Regions from separate parts of the Rattus norvegicus genome. Here region 2 is linked to region 1. The links are chromatin contacts, called in public Hi-C maps. All regions are on one chromosome and are shown on one strand. The core of a region is the stretch at or near the end of the contact, and the rest is flanking DNA. Distances in the headings are between cores, read along the strand shown. Region 1 holds the start of Pheta1 (PH domain containing endocytic trafficking adaptor 1). Region 2 overlaps Atxn2 (ataxin 2).

Region 1 (5,638 bases), core at 2,392-4,891:
CTCACGCACCACCAAGCGCAGGTAGTGGAAGCTGGCCCGGGACAGTGCCTTCACCCAGCCCTCCAGGGCGGCCTGGCTGTCCGCTGCCAGCACATAAGGCCGGGAACGGCCACCCGCAAAGCGCACGGCGAAGGCGAACTCCTCCCGGGCGTCCACCAGCTCCACCGTGCAGCCCTCCAGCAGGATGACGCCCAGTGGCTCTCGGCTCGATTCCGACTCGAAGTAGAAGAGTATGTTGCCGCGAAGCACGAACCACCGCCGGTGCGAGCCGGCCCCACGCCCACCACGTTTGTACAGGAAGCCCGCATTGTCCACCGGAGCGTCACAGGTCGCGTAGAAGGCCAGGCTGCGCTCGTTGAGTTTCATGGCCACGAGGCCTGCACCTGTCCCCAGCATAGGAGCAGAGGTTACTCCTAGGATCACAGACTCCCAGGCCACCAGCAGCCTCCTTCCCCATACCCACCCCAAGCCCGCGAACTCGAGTCTCACACGGCCACCTGGAGGGTTCCTGGTGCCCTTGACCTGGAAAGGTACATTAAGCATTCAGCTCGACAGACACTTAGCATAGGTTAGCTCCACTTAGCAATGACCTTGGATGGTATGGGCTAGTTTTCTGGTCGCATCCATGTGTCAGATGGGGAAACAAAGGCACAGCGAGGTCAGCCACAAAGCAAAGGTCACAAAACGAGCTGACTGGAGCCTTTGCTAGTGCCTGGAGGTCCCATGTGAGAGAGGGAGCCATAGGGAAGAGCATGATGGGGGTGGGGGTGGGGATGGCAGGTACAGAACGGCAAACACAAAGGTAAATCCTCCTGCTGTGGGGGCAGCAGGAGAGTTCTGGAGCTGCTGGAAAATAACCTAGATAAAATGCAGGATCAGTCCAGACTGTCAGGGAGGAAGGGACAGGGCATTCTAACACATGCCTCCCAGAAAGCACACACTGGGGCAGCAGCAGGCAGTAGGGCTTATCAGGGAGTGGCACGTGCGTGTGTTACCAGTGTGGCCACTTGGAGGAGACAGACCCTGCAACCAAGGGTCCCCTGTCACGACTTCACTTCACCCAGATGGCTGCCATCCTTTCAAAGAGTCAGGAATGCAGTAGGCACTCAACTAATGCCACCCCCTCTACGTCTGGAGGGATGAGGTCTGGGTGATGGCTCTGCAGGGCCAGGCTGTGCCACCTGACCTGGGTGGAGGGAGAAGCTGTTGCCAAACAATACTTTTTTTTTTTTTTTTTTTTTTTTTTTTTTTGCCACCTCATGCACATTGGAGTCAGGGACAGCTTCCTGCAGAACCAGAGGCTAACACCTGCTTGGCCCAGGGCAATGGGGCCGGAGCCTCAGCCCCTGAAGGCTCAGGTGAGTTCAATCCCCAGTCTGCCTCCTGCTGCTGTGTGGCTTCTTATGCCAGCTGTCCCTCTCTGTGCCTCTGTTTCCTTCTGCACGCATGACTCATACACCCCTCCGAAATCAGTCGCACGTGACTCACAGGCCCACTTCTCACGGAACCTACCGCAAGCCGCTCACTCCCGTCCCAAGGTGGCTCACAGTCTCCAGGCTGGGTCACCTCAGGGGCACACAGTCAGTCTCTCTGGACCTCTCCTTCTTTGTCTATAATATGAGAGCAGAACTATCGGAGTCAAGGTTATGGCAATGAGACTGGACACAGGGAACCGGGCCCTCTGTCTGTGGCAGCCGTTGACGGTATACTTGGCGGCGGCTCCACCTTTGTCCCTTCCTATCTGGCTGCCTCAAGGTAACATCACCTCTCTAGGGCCCTCCCCTGGGACCACAGAGGGACTCTTGCCTCCCGTGACTTCTAACTGCCTCTAGCCCAGCCCAACCCCGAATCTCAGCTCCTTCCCCAACCTCTGCCTGCCACCTGGCTACCTTGCTCAAATACACCAGACACTTTCCTCCCTGGGGTGCCTTCTTTTCCTACCTCCTCCCAGGCTTCACTATTGCCTAGAAGGAGGAGGTGGCACCCTCTGACCAAAACAGACCACCCGGCACTATCCTGCACCCCCGCTGGAAATTATACCTGGATCACTCATGCCTGCTCTGGAAGGGGAGGATTTTTCCGTCTGGATTTGAGTGTCCAGTGTGTAGTGTGTGCTCAGGAGCCTACACGACAAAGCAAACCGTTGTCAACATGAGGACTCTGGGACAAGGGGTGGTCCCCATCCCACATTCATAGATGTGAAAAAGACCAGGGCTCGGAGCAAACACCCCAGTGGGGCAGAAACCTTGGGTCCTTCTTCCCCACCTAGACTGACACTATCTTGCCTGGGGCCGGCCCATCAGCCATCCTCCCTCAACTGCCCAGGTGGGGGTACCCTGGCCCAAGGTCACCAACAGACAGAAGGCCCAGCCAGGTCCCTAGTCCTTGCCTGCTCTGGCTCGGCAAACACACAGGCTCTAGCTTCCCGTTGGAGGGAGCAAGCGCTCCCCACTTTCCAACTGTCCTGCTGTATTCAGGTTCAAAGTCTGCTAAGCGCACCAAGCTACAAGTAACAGGACCTAAGCAAGATACTTTAGGGACCAAGTTGCTGTCCCCGCTGGTCCAGGTTGGAAGACCAGTCACTGGCACTTCCCAGACCTCAGTTGCTTCAATGGGTTTCAAGGAGGCTCAGCTGAGCTAACATAAGGACAGCCCGTGACAAACTTTAGGGAGAGTATTCTAAAATAAGACAAACCCAAAGTGGCCCTCACACCTGCCATTCCAGCACTTGGAAGGCAGAGGCCAGCCTGACTCAGACACAGCAAGACCCTGTTTTGTTTTGTTTATTTTAAAACAAAAACAAAAACACCACCACCACCACCACCAACAACAACAACAACAAAAAACGGACACTTGCTTGGTATAGCGGTGCACACCTTTGATGCAAAGATATAGATGGATCTCTGCGAGGATAGTCTGGTCTACATAGTGAGTTCCAGGCCAGCCAAGGCTATGCAGTTAAGACTCTTGTCTCAAAACCAACAAAACCGGGGCTGGGGATTTAGCTCAGTGGTAGAGCGCTTACCTAGGAAGCGCAAGGCCCTGGGTTCGGTCCCCAGCTCCGAAAAAAAGAACCAAAAAAAAAAAAAAAAAAAAAAAAAAAACCAACAAAACCCACAAAAAGGCAGGACTGGCAAAACGGATAAAGGCGCTTGCTGCCACGCTTTCTGACCTGAGTTCGATTCCCAGAAACCAAGTGGAAGAATTAAAAGAACCGACTCCGGCAAGTTGTCTTCTGACCTCCACACGCGCACGCATAAACAAAAAATAAATATAGGAAAATCTAAGACAAGCGATGACCCCACCATCCGTGGGGTTACAGCTGGCCCCAAGGATAGGACTTGAGGGAAACTGAGGCAGTCACTGCTGCACAACCTCAAGTCCAGGCGGCGCTCGGCCCGGCCCTGATGGAGGCCGCGGGCGAGTCCCGGGCGACAGCTGCGCGGATGCCGTCCCCGTCGCAGTCCCCTCCCGCCCGGCCTTACCTAGAAGTGGGACAGACGCGATGGCCTGTCCCGCCCATGGCCCGGAACCACTCGGGGGCGGCTACGAGAGGGCGCTTTGTCTCCCGGAGGCCGAGCCGCGGCGACCCGCGGGCGCCCCTTTAACCCTGAGCGGCCCGCCCAGTAGGGTCCCGCCCCTGAAGCACATACGCCTGCTCATTGGTCAGCCCCACAAGACCCCGCCTCCTGGTTTGCCACGCCCCCACGCCCGCGCCTGAAAAGCACTCTTAAAGGGACCGTGCCGGGGTCAGGAGTCCCCAGAGTTCTGTCCCAGAAGACCTGAGGATTTGAGCTGAGGAAAAACTGGCGCAGCTAAGACACAAAGCTTGCGAGGCGGCGAGGCGGGTAAAGGCGCCTGCCGCCAAGCCTGGTGACCTGTAAGGTAGAAGGTTCCAGAGAACTGACTCCCACAAGTTGCTAACCATGGCGCGCTCAAGGTACACACAGTATCTCTGTGAGTTCGAGGCCAGCCTGGTCTACAAAGTGAGCCCAGAACAGCCAGAGCTACACAGAGAAACCCTGTCTCGAAAATAAAAATTAAAAAAAAAGAGAAAAAAGGAAAGAGAAAGTCTGCTGTAAACGCAGAGGATACCGAGCCATCCAAACACTTGCCCAGGTGAAGAAAGTTCTAGAAGTGAGCAGAGTTGGAGGACCACCGACCCACTGCACCCCTGCGTGACCTTCCAGAGCAGTTCCTCAGCTTCTCTGGGAGTCTATGTAAAATATACAGACAAAGAGTTACAGGGTGTGACTGAACTGCAAGCGCTTCCAGTGAGTAGGAATTGCTGGGGTTTCCCCTGCTTCCCAAAAATCACAGGGACCCGCCTCCCAGAATCCTTCACTTCCTGGTCTATCTGCCTCCTCTTCCTATCCGGAGAACAAGAGCAAAACAGGACAGACCAGGATTCCACAGCGTCTCACTAGCGCCTACTAAGGTGCAGACCGATCCAGAGAGAAATAGCCAAGAGTCAATCAACAAACAGTTCTAACTTGGTGTGAGGCAGGAATAGGCAACAGCAGGAGTACAGGGCTAAGACAAACTCTCAGGAATGGCCACTGAGGAGCAGCGACCTAACCCACTGGAGACCTGCACTTTTAGGAAGCCATATTGCGTAGGACCCTGTGAACTTTGGGAAAACTTTGCTTTGGTAGTAGTATTTGTGATTTCAGGCCTTGGGAGGAAGAGGTAAGAGGACTGTGTGTGTGTGCACACGCGTGTACATATATACGTACACATACATATATAGCTGTAGCAAGATTATGATTCAAAATTACAATTAATTAATAATTATTAAATAAATTGGTAGTTTATTAGATAAATCATTAATTTACTGAATAAATTAATTAGTAGACTAAATTGGTCTTGAACTCACAGAGAGCCTCTTGTCTGCCTCCCAATTTGGGGGATTTATTTCCCGCCCTCTGATGCCTCTCCCGTGGAGGATTTTGAGCATAAATGCAGTCTTTAGGGGGCTGTAGGACAAGAGGGAAGGCTAGGAGGCCAGTCATGAGGCTACTGCAGTGGTCTGAGCGAGTCATGATGGCAACTTGGAGGAGAGAGGGGGAGAGAAGTACGAAGTGGGCAAACTTTGTGCGTGCTTTTAAGATCTATGCAAGATTTCTTGATGGTTTTCTGTCGAGATGAGAGACTCCAAAAAGGAGTTAGAAATGGATCCATGTCTTTGGGCCTAAGTAACAGACATAACCAGAGCGTCTGGAAGGGGAAAGCCTAGGCGATGTTTTACCGGGCTGGAGCCAGAGGGGATCCATCTACAAAGACAAAACCAGCTCAGTACCTCACACCACAGGCGAAGGCTGACGCCAAACAGATTACGATCCCAACAGGAGGGGTCTTATGTTGACCTAGAAAACTTCTGAGGCGCTAAAGGGGAGTGCATTGGCATGTACCAGGCCCTGGTGGGATCGCCAAGCCTGAGGGACAGTCCCAACCTTCCTGAGGGAGGAAGGGAAGAAGGAAGGTTCTTAGTTGGTCTCGAGCCATTGATCAGTCAGCCAGTTGTCAGTCAGTTGTCAGTTGTCAGCTGTCAGCCAGTCAGTCAGCCACTTGTCAGTCAGCTGTCAGTCACTCAGTCAGTTGTCAGTCAGCTGTCAGTTGTCAGTCAGTTGTTAGTCTG
Region 2 (5,115 bases), core at 2,037-4,536, 41 kb after region 1:
CTCCCCCAGCTGCAGCCAAGGTGGGGTTGGGGAGGGAGGGAAGGGGAGGTGAGGAGAAACAAACCAGTCAGACGTAAAACCACTTCAGATACAAGTCCTGGACTTGCTGCTTGTGGAGCACAGGCCTTCACTCCCCCTCCCACTAATGCTAGCCAAGCACCACTGCTTTCCAAGTCACAGGGAAGACAGGTGTCGTCACAGTAGCCATCCAGTACGAGACATCATGGGTGTCCTGTGTCCAGGCACAGGCTGGGGCTAAAACTACACTCAAACCAGTCCGCAATCAGCACGTGCTCATCAGTGTTCTTCTCCAAGCTACAATCAAACTTGGCCATGGGCATAAACCCCCCACATCAGCCTATAAAGGACTCGGGAAGGAACACGCGTGCCCTATCCAGCCTATCATACATAACCAGGAAGGCCAACTGAGTCCTCGGCATGCATCAGCTACCCAGAATGAGGCTGCTGCTTCTCAAGCCAACCCTGATACCAGCAGAACACACACAGATTCTGATGCTCCCTGACCGTCACGATCCCTCCTGTGCACACTTGGTCGGGCCTTGCTAGTCAGGTTTGCAGCCTGAAGCACTGGTCCTGCCTGCCATTCTACCTCTGCGAGCAGAACTCGGGGTGCCCCGGCGGCCCCTGCACACACACGCCTCACCTGAAGGGTGCGTCATATAGGGGAAATGCGCTGTTGTCGAGACTGGAATGGGCTGTAGTGCACTTTGAGCGAGGGCGGCCTGGGGACCGCCGGGTGGCTGTGTCGTCATAAGCATCATTGGCGCATGGGCAGTTGGATGAGAAGGAACCATTCCTGACTGTACATGAGCCTGAAACAGAGAGCTCTTTTACGCATACAGGCAACATCTCCTTCTTAAACAACAAGTCAACTATTCCTTTCATTGGACTAGGGCTCAAGAAGGGGCAAGATGGACTTCTTGGGTCACTGTGAGGTAGATCCTGCAGGGATAAATGGGGAAGTTGGCTACAGCCTCCTAGTCCCCAACATGTCTGCTCAGATTACCACACAGGGTAAGGTCTTCACCAAAAGCAGGCCTCTATTAGGTTGGGAAGGGCACTTTCTTAGCTATGGCGCATGGCCAAAGATATCAATGCCCCTTTCAAGTCAGAAAGCCTGACAAGGGCCTGCAGGGGGGCAGCCTCCCCAGCACCCTCAGCAGCTTCCTGAGTCTCCTCTTCCGCCCTTCCCCAGTCATGATGGGTTCCCCAAAGTAGGGTGAAGTGGCACTTAGGCCCCTCCCTTTAAAAGCTTAGCTGATGGAGCAGAGGCTGCAGTTACTGGCTCCACTGAGATGATGTCAGAGAGTGATCTGAAGTTGGATCAACCCGGTGCTCCATATCAAGTGGCAACAAAGTTAAGTTAGAAAGGTGATGTCAGCTAACGGGGTTGGTAAGCTCGACCTCGGCTCTGCAGGGAGTGGGCCGAGCAGGAAGAAGCTGCTTCCTGCCTCCCATCCTGTGCACCGCTCTAGACCATCACACCAGCAAAGCACTGGTTCACACCTCCAAACAGGCCTGTGGCTCTCTGCTTTCCCTATATTAGCCTCTTACTCTCTGACAAAACACATAAGTGAGGTTTGGGGTGAGCCCATCTTACACATAAATTCACAACCTCTGCTGGACACTCACAGGACCCTGATTCTCTTAAGTCTCACTCCACCAAAGCACACTGACCAAACTGGCTGCCCTCCCCACTGTTGCCAGCCAATCAACAGGAGTATATTCTAGGGGAAGGACAGTAACAAGCTAGCCTTCTGCAAGAGACCCAACTACACGGCATCTTTAGCTCACACCTTGCCAGAGCCTCACTGGCACACTGAGACAGGAAATAGAATCATTCAGTAACTCTTCTAAGTGAGACCCACCTCAGGGAACCATGATCAAAAATAGCAGAAACATCTGATGCAGCCACCGTACGCTAACAGCTATAGAGAGGGCCTCTCCATGGCCCTGGGCTGCCCTGGCTCTATCAGCAACCACACCTTTCAACCTCAGACCTTACACTGGGGGTAAGAAAACTCCAGATGATCCTGGGGCTACTCTGGAGCTTCAGTTCCACTGCACCATAGTCCAAGGCCCGAGCTCAGGAAGCACAGTACAGGATAACAGCAGAGGTAACCAGGCAAAACAACTGGGACACTTCTCAGAATTCCTGTGACTAACTCAAGCTAACAGGCCCAGTGCAGTCCCCCTCAGAGAGCTGAGAACCGCTGCCTGCCACCCTGCTCTCGGGCTCTCACATGTGCGTGTGTAGAGGTGTCTGTATGTGTACACATATACACAGTGGTGAAGCTAGAGAGACGGAGCGAAGCAGACACAGAAAGGAAAGGACTGGGGTGCATTCCAGACTCAGAGTTTTAGGTCTCAGCTGGGAAATGCTAAATCACAATTTCACTGATCCATCACAAAATCATAGCAACATTCACTGAGGGCCAGAAGATCACGTACTAAGCAGGAAAGGGGCAGACAGGCAGATGGCACCACACACAGGGTTTCCTGGCTTGGGGAGCAACTGGCTCCTTGCTGCTTATCTGACCACCACCACTCCCTATGTGGCCTTCACAAAAACTTGGCTAGTGCTGGTTTACCTGAGGTACGTGGGCCATGTGGGGTGGGGTGGTGTATGCCGGCTGAACATGAGAAGGATGGATGGTGAAGACTGTCTGTGGTGCTGCTGGGAAACTGCTCTGTGGAGACTGTGTATTAGAGGCAGGTGTCATGGAAGGTGGTGTTGGTGCCAGCCCCGCGTGATAAATGGCCGACTGCTGCTGTGGACTGGCCAGGTGAAGAGCCTGGGCGGCCTGGTGCTGATGGTGCTGTAAAGCAATAGGAAACTTCTTCACTGAGAAGCCACTGGGGTCAGAGCATCATAGAGTGACAGCAACAGGCCAGCACATCCCACCACACCCCAGGGAGGTGAGAAGGGAGAGCACAGGCATGCCCTGACCAGAGGGTCTTTTCTGGAACTCGAGCCCAAGTCTCAGTTGGGCAGTTACAAGCCCAAACAAGGCCTTAACTGTCCTCATTAGCACGTGTGACTGAGGAAGCCAACAGAAGGCAGCATTATGGCTTGGTTTCAAGAATGAAATTCCAGAGTGCTTTATACTTAACTAAGAGCCTTTTAACACTTCTGTTTCTGGCATTCACCCTTAGGGAATGGCCTACCTCGACGCACATTTTCAAGACCTCCCCTGTACCCACAACAGCTCGCAGCTGCTTGAGGATGGTGGCCCTGATCACACGGAGTCTTGTAAGTAAAGTGGCAGGGACAAGCGAGCAAGGGAGCAGCTGTGCACGCACAGGTCAGGCCTCTGCTTACCTGAACAGGACTGGGTGCAGGATGACTTCCACCATGCTGGCTTTGTTGCTGTCCGGTGGGAGTGGCCGAAGGCTGAGGATGTGGAGGGTGTGGATGCAGGGTGGCATTAGGATGTGCGTACTGCTGAGCGAGGGAGCCGGTGGAAACTGGGGTGAGAGGAAAAGGAATGTGTACAATTGACACACATCGATGACCCCTGCCAGCCCACCTATGCCTAATTTACAGTGCTTTCCTGACCACTGCAGTATAACTCATTCCACTGCCATTCTCTGAAGCCCTGTACAGCAGGCCCAGTCTAGTCCGAAAAATAGATGGAAGGGCTCTGCCGGACAAGGCCAGCATGTGACCCATATGCTATAGCTCTACACACTGCGCTAACACTGAGTCAGTTTGACTTTACTCAGACAGTCCCTGTTTCTCTTGGAGGCTTAGGTAGAAACAACTCCAACAGACACACACTGGCCCAAATGAAGACAGTGCAGCCTCTCTTACAAGGTCGGCATCTGATTACCTCACCATGCTACTGCCCAGGAATGGTCCCTGTGCACAAGCCATCTCAGTCAGTCACATGCCCACTTCACTATTCGGTCCCCGCTGAGGATCTCCTAATCAAGGCCTGGAGAGGAGACTGTCCGCCCCGCCCTGTTATCTAGAACAACACCAAAGCAACAGCTTTTTAACATCTCTTTAATGTGACCACAAAGACAGACCCGGAGGCAGCTCTTTGTCCATCTAGGAGGATAAACAAGGAGATCAAGTGTTAAGTGAACCATGCCTTTACAGAGCATCATGCTGAGAATGGAAGCCAGGGAAGGCCTCACTCTACTGAGTCTGGGTAGCTCAGGGCACCAAGCACCAACTAAACATCAAGCAGAAACTGAACTGCTCTCAGGACGCACATCTCATCTGAGCCCTTAGCTCTCCACAGCCACGCCCACACACAGATGTTGCCACAGTTTCATGCACTTTGGGTAACATGTCAGCAAACACTGATATGGTGTGACAGAGAAGCAAAACCACTTAGGGTCAGCACCAAAGCTCCCAGAATAGCCAGCATGGAGGACTCTGGCTGCATGCCAGCTAAGTAAGGGACAGGGAACATTCCTGAGATGTCACAGTGCAGGGCAGGGCATCCTATTTCCAATGTGTGGTCTTGAATGGCGAATGCATCTGAGAGGACAAAGCAGAGTGCCCGAGCTGGCATGGCCTTTGTATCCAACCACCAAGGCCACAGCTCCCACCAATGTCCCTCAGTATCCAGCTGAGACTGATGAAGGCAACTGTGCTCAGAACCTTTGAAAGCTTCCGGGACACAAATGTGTGTCCACACACAGGTGGGTCAACAGATGTGTAATGAGAACACCAAGCAGCATAATGTCACAATGTTTCAGGGAGTCAGGGAGAGCAGTCTGTCTTCTAACTTGCTGATTGTTAAAAGCCACGCATGACCATATAGCACTTAAAACTACTTGTTTTTAGAGATAGGGTCTGCTAATGTAGACTAGGTTGCTGGATGGTGATAACTGGTCCAAATGTCTCATTTTAAAACCACAAACATTAAAACCCCACCCAGTGTTTATCAAGTGTTTCCTTAAAACAATGTTAAGTCCCAGTGAGGTAAAGCAATCCTAGATGTCTACTTATGGGGTCTCATAAAGATAGTGGGTACAGAAGCTCAAGCTCTAAAATTCCATTAGCAATGAATTCCTAAGTATTCAGATTAGAAAGGAGTTTTTAAAAAGTAAACAAAAGGCTGGAGACACAGCCAGTGC

Evidence for each region. Hi-C and Micro-C count contacts between places; a contact is called where the count stands out from the background.
Region 2: a contact with region 1 is called in a Hi-C map of Schwann cells, with 2.6 times the contacts expected there. The contact joins the enhancer-like site here to the promoter of Pheta1 in region 1. A contact is called at or near these places in 10 of 12 Hi-C or Micro-C datasets (the A7r5 cell line, the Rat2 cell line, Schwann cells and 6 more).

What each region holds. Positions count from the first base shown.
Region 1 is chr12:40,374,169-40,379,806 of GRCr8, forward strand. It overlaps Pheta1 (PH domain containing endocytic trafficking adaptor 1), which reads right to left and starts at 3,642. Exons shown (of 4, transcript NM_001376816.1): 1 at 3,486-3,642; 2 at 2,041-2,123; 3 at 1,513-1,610; 4 at 1-383. The coding sequence starts at 366.
Region 2 is chr12:40,415,600-40,420,714 of GRCr8, forward strand. Atxn2 (ataxin 2) reads right to left here. Exons shown (of 25, transcript NM_001419737.1): 22 at 3,344-3,489; 23 at 2,613-2,840; 24 at 665-833. Among named protein-coding and RNA genes, the nearest start is that of Sh2b3, 26 kb to the left of the region's middle. Within about 2 kb of position 3,287, at least 21 of the 93 cell types and tissues checked have an H3K27ac peak or open chromatin away from gene starts, as enhancers often do. A contact at or near this core is called in Schwann cells, where this site is marked.